Regions from separate parts of the Rattus norvegicus genome. Here region 2 is linked to region 1. The links are chromatin contacts, called in public Hi-C maps. All regions are on one chromosome and are shown on one strand. Each heading gives the region's core, a stretch centred on a gene start, on an enhancer-like site or on the middle of the called end of the contact. The rest is flanking DNA. Distances are from core to core; before and after follow the strand shown. Region 1 overlaps LOC108353155 (a long non-coding RNA gene). Region 2 has its middle 59 kb from the start of Syk.

What was found. A called contact is a pair of places that touch in the nucleus more often than the background predicts.
Region 2: a contact with region 1 is called in a Hi-C map of the Rat2 cell line, with 4 times the contacts expected there. The contact joins two enhancer-like sites. A contact is called at or near these places in 12 of 12 Hi-C or Micro-C datasets (the A7r5 cell line, the Rat2 cell line, Schwann cells and 7 more) and 1 of 1 datasets of contacts at active chromatin or transcription factors (oligodendrocytes).

What each region holds. Positions count from the first base shown.
Region 1 is chr17:12,427,528-12,430,276 of GRCr8, forward strand. LOC108353155 (a long non-coding RNA gene) reads right to left here. Exons shown (of 2, transcript XR_005495436.2): 1 at 1,328-2,749. Among named protein-coding and RNA genes, the nearest start is that of Nfil3, 3.5 kb to the right of the region's middle. Within about 2 kb of position 1,369, at least 1 of the 93 cell types and tissues checked has an H3K27ac peak or open chromatin away from gene starts, as enhancers often do.
Region 2 is chr17:12,752,581-12,755,329 of GRCr8, forward strand. No RefSeq gene overlaps it. Among named protein-coding and RNA genes, the nearest start is that of Syk, 59 kb to the right of the region's middle. Within about 2 kb of position 1,336, at least 50 of the 93 cell types and tissues checked have an H3K27ac peak or open chromatin away from gene starts, as enhancers often do.

The DNA of each region.
Region 1 (2,749 bases), core at 119-2,618:
TCAGTAGAATTGGAGGACTGGAAGTAATGGAATTGCTGTTCATGTCTAGTTGGTCGATTGTCTGTCTGTCTGTCTGTCTGTCTGTCTGTCTCTCTCTCTCTCTCTCTCTCACACACACACACACACACACACACACACACACGTATTTGCGTGTGTATGCATGTCCTGATTGAAGACACAGCTTCCTTAATGAAGAAGGCTGGATGTTGTTTGTGAATCTGTTCATTTTTAAACAAGATGGTGACCCAGAATTCCCTGTCTAGCCAGGATGACTTTGAATTCTAGCTCCTCCTGCCCCTACCTCTTGAGTGCTGGGGATTTCAAGTGTGAGCCACCACAGCAGTTTGCTTCAGTGCCGGGGTCAGATCAAGGCCTCGTGCATGGTAGACAAGCGCTCTACCAAATCAGCTGCACCTCCCACCCCAGGCTGAGCTTTGATGGAGCTGAGGGGTGGGAACCCCTAAAGCATGCCAGTCTGTGTGGCAAGCCCCTTCCTAAGCAAGGGTGACCTCAGCGACTTTATTCTCACAAATGCCTACCAAGAAGGGAAACTGAGGCGGAAAGCCATGGAGGAAAGTGGCCTATCTTGGGTGAGTGGGGTCAGGGAGTTGGGATGGAGACAGGGATTTCCATCTCTGTAGTCACCAGTGGGCCCTGTTGTGGCATCCTTTGGTGAAAACCAGAGAGCCTGATTTTCCATCATTCTGACACACAGCCTGATATATAGATAGATAGATAGATAGATAGATAGATAGATAGATAGATAGATAGATAGATACAGACAGAGACAGGCAGAGAGAGACAGAGAGTGTGCATGTGTGAGAGAGACAGGGAGAGAGAGAGAGAGAGAGAGAGAGAGAGAGAGAGAGAGAGAGAGAGAATAGCAGGCTTGATTGTCTGCAGCTGATGTCCCTAGTGAGTGTGTGTGTGTGTGTGTGTGTGTGTGTGTGTGTGTGTGTGAGAGAGAGAGAGAGAGAGAGAGAGAGAGAGAGAGAGAGTATAGCAGGCGTGACCGTAGCAGGCATGACTGTCTTCATGCAGCAGCAGCTGAGCCCCAAGCACTTCTGCAGAGTTGCTCAGAGCTGATGAAACTGGAAACTTCTCAGAAGACCAGAAGTGTGGTCAAGCACCCAGCTTCCTGGCTTTTAAGAGCCTCTGCCAGACAGAGTATTCTTCAGCACTCCCCGAGACAAACTACAGAGGACAATGTCACCCGAGTCTGCCCATGTGCAGTGTTACAGAGGCACCGTGTGAAGGGCGTGGATGAGGAGGCTCCCCCTGGAGTAGCCTCTCTGCAAAGCCCACCTCTTCAGCTTCCCTACCATACCTCAGCAGGGACTGGAGCTCGAGGATCACTTCTGCAGCATTGCCTACTTCTACTCCCCCTGGTCTGCAGGAGGAAAAAGGCCTTCAGCGACTTGGATGATCCCCTAGACGAGACCAGAGTACAGAGTGTTCTCGAATCCAGGCCTCTGGTTGGCAGCCGTGTCTTCTTCCAGTAAGCTCGCTGGGCAGAGCTTCACAGAAGTGTGTAGATAAGCGTTTACACCGTCTTGGTCCGAGTTTTGGCATAGAGTGGATGTGTCACCTCTTGTTCTTAGTAAGACGGTTTTCACTTAGGGCACATTTCACAATGGTGGCTTTCATGTCTTTGAAACCCAGCTAGCTCTGTCCCACTTGTTAACGGCCGCCGCAAGGCTTGCTCCATCTACCGTGTTTTGCAATGGATGCCATCAGCTGCTTCCAAAGTCCTGACCATATTTAATGGAGCACCCCCACCGCCACCATTTTTAATGGAGCCTCCTGACTCCTGCCACCTTGGGCTTGCCTCCCTTCCTCCTGAACCACCCACATCTACGGCTGAATCTGAATGCACAGAGGAACACTTAGTGCCTGACATGTGCGCCTTATGTGGCTAAATTTGAAGACATGCTTCCGGGTTTTTTTTTGTTTTGTTTTTTGCAATAACACACTTACAACACATCCCTGAGTCATCTGGAAAGCCTTTGAAACACGTCTCTCCTCTGGGGAGAACTTGTAAGCAGTGTCCCTTCTCTCTTAGCTTGGACAGAGCTATTTCACCTTCTGGCTCCTGTGCGATAAAACCATCCCTTCTCTAGGGTATGTGACCCTCTTTTATTACCCAGTTTCCTCCCCCCAAAAAAACAGAACCACCGAATCAGCGTTTGGAGAATTAAGCCAGGCATATTTTGTGTTAAGTGTGGATGAAGGAACCACAAAAGCAAGAGCCTGGCAGGAGTGGAGGGGGAGGGGCTGGGGGACAGCAGCAGTCTCAGACCCTACTCCTCCGGCAGGAAAGGAGTCAATGTTTGGTGGGATAAAGGATTTCAAAAGTCAAAGCTGAAGTGCCACCCTAGACCACCAGCCCATCCTGTGAAGAACTGAGAACAAACCATGCAAACGACCAACCTACAGGTCTCTAGGAACCATTTGATCTGCTCTGCAGATTTTAATTAAAAGATATAGGATGGAGCAGAGCAGTGGGAACGCCCACCATTAAGTCCAGCACTTGGGAGGCAGAGGCAGGCAGACCTCTGTGAGCTCAAGGCCAGCCTGATTTACAGACAGCCAAGGCTACCCAGAGAAACTCTGTCCTGAAAAAATAAAATACAGATTCAAAAAGAAGATACAAGGTGAGGCTAAAGAGGTGGCGTACCAGGTAAGGGTACCGACTGCTCTCCCGCAGGACCTGGGGTTTAATTATCAGACCCACATGACAGCTCCCAAC
Region 2 (2,749 bases), core at 86-2,585, 330 kb after region 1:
AGGGATTTCCTAAAGCTTTTGAGTTGTTCACTTCCTTAATCTTAAGGAGGTTTCCCTATCAGATGAAATGTTTTATCAGGGAGAGAACTGATGTAAATGGGGTAATTGAGAATAAAAAGCTGAGGGGACACTGAGAAAAACCAGTCTCCTGAGAAAACACTGAGATGGGGTATCTTATTGACTTCAAGGGAAATTCATTCTGGAACAAGCATTTGTCTAAATGTGTTTTGCTCACAGGAAAAAGTATCAACCAAGGTGTCTGCACCACATTCCCAGAACTCTATCTCTCCACCCTCCAAGACCTACCCTCCTTCCTGACAGGATGCTTGCTTAGCTTCTGGTCTCCATTTTGTGGGGTTCCCCTGCTGCACTCACAGGGTGGAGGTCTCTAGGAGTGGCTTTATAACCAAATACTCTCTCCTCTGTTTTTCACAGTTGACTATTAAAAAAACAAAACAAAACAAGAAATGGGATGTATGTGTCCATTGCAGGAGACAGCGTGGGGAATACGACCTGTCTGGAACATTTACAATTGGGAGGAACCGGCCTGTCTGAAATGCTCTGCAAACCTCCATGTTCATTCTAGCCAAACCCCATGCAGTTTGGTGTAGTGATGACGCCAGCCCACCCTTTCCCAGGAAAGTTACTTCCTGTCTGGCAGTGAGCTTTCCTGAGTGGTGAGCCTTCTGCTTCCTCACCTGCTCCCCACCCGCTGGGGTAGAGGCCTTTCTCTCTTGCATAAGGGACATGGAGAACTTAAGAACCTGTTCCCAGGCAGTTGAGTCTTTATGACCTGCAATCCCATGGTTTCATCAGCCCCAGTGATTTATAGAAATTGATGCTGTCATCTGATAGGAGCTGTGGGGAAGAAACTGTCCCAGACACTGGCCCTTTATTTTCCATCAGTGAGGGAAGAGTTGTTTACGAGTAGTCTGCATTTTGAACTCTTTGTTCCACGGCTTGATGACAACCGCGGGTGCACTGAGTCACCCACAGACCTCAGAGACTCAGCCCCGAGGTCTGTGACTAATGGCTTCAGTGAAAAAAAAAAATGCTAAGCTTAAAAAAAAAATAGAAAAAGGAAAAAGCAAACAAGCAAAGAACTCGGTGGGCTTCCAGCCCTGGCGATGGCTGGCAGGAATGGACCTGGAGCAAGCAAAGGGTGGGATTAGAGCTCAGTAGCTGGAGCGTCTTGGTGTCCATTTCCTGGGTTTGGTAGTGGCAACTTTGGAAGTGCTTTTCTTCCTGCGGGTTCAGTTTGCAAAGCTGTAAAGTATTAAGTGGCTGTAAATAGAGCCGGCTGGGAATTGTCAAACTCAATGCTCTAGCGCCCTCTGCTGGAGCCAAATGATATCAAGTTTTTTTCTTTGAAGGAATTACTGATTCTATTGCCCTGGGGTGTGTGTCAGAGAGAGGGACAGGAAGGAGAGATAGAGATAGAGATAGAGATAGAGATAGAGATAGAGATGGAGATGGAGATGGAGATGGAGATGGAGATGGAGATGGAGATGGAGATGGAGAGGGAGAGGGAGAGGGATAGGGATAGGGGGAGGGGGAGGGAGAGGGAGAGGGAGAGGGAGCGAGGGAGGGGGAGGGGGTAATTAGACTTTTAGGAGGTAGGCCCTCCGTGGCTGGACAGTTCAGTGGTTAGGCACATATGCTTCTCTTCTAGATGACCAGAGTTCAGTTCCCAGCATCCATGTTGGGTGGCTTACAACACACTCTTTTCTGGCCTCAGCAGGAACCCTTGCATACACAAGCGTGCACACACACATACACACACACACACACACACACACACACACACACATTATTGGGGAATGATGTTGTAGATGTTGGGAATGCCTCTTCCATCTCTCTCTCTCTCTCTCTCTCTCTCTCTCTCTCTCTCTCTCTCTCTCCTTCCTGGCCACAGTAAGAGGGGAGCCGCCTCCACCGTGTGTTCCTCTTGTGAGGTGCTGTGTCACCACAGACACAATTCAGTGGCGTTGGTGACCACAGCTGTGACGTCCTGGCAGGAATAAAGTTACTGTAACAAGAACCCTGCATCCTCCCTTTGGCCATCAGAGCAGCAAAGTTGCACACCAGGGAGTTGACAGGGGAAGGAAAAGGCTGAAACTGGCGCCAGCGGGGAGGGAAGCTGGTCTCCTGGTGAGAGGTTTACAGTGAGTCAGGGTGCTTCTCCAGGGAGACTGGAGCTGAGGCGTGTTGCCAGATGGGCGTACACCTGGACAGGGACATATCACTGGTGCTGTATTTAAGCCAGGACCCCAGAAGATGGACTTAGGGGGCCCACGGCCCTCTGTGTTCCGATTCCTGGTGTGGTTAAATGGATTGGCTAAGTCTCCATTCTCTGCTTTGCACCACTGTGTCTTCCATTGGATACTGAAACAAGTGGCCGGACCTGGCTTGTTAGGCTGTCCAAGGGCCTAGGCTTCAACCCTCACTCCAGGGACAAGGCCAAGATAAGCCTTTCCTCCTTTGAAGTTGGTTTTCCGGGGTATTTGTCACAGGGTTGGGAAACTGATTGGCACAACGTGTAAACCTATCAGCTTTAAAAGTCTGTGGCTCTTACACACACACATCCATGTGTGGAAAGACAAGTGTTGATTAGTGTGCATGCAGTGCTCTTAAATTGAGGTCGTTCAGAGGCGTTGTGTTCTTTGGCGTGTGTGCCTGCATGCATGTGTGCATGCATGTTCATGTGTTCATGTGTCTACGTGCTCGTATGTGTGCACATGCATATGTG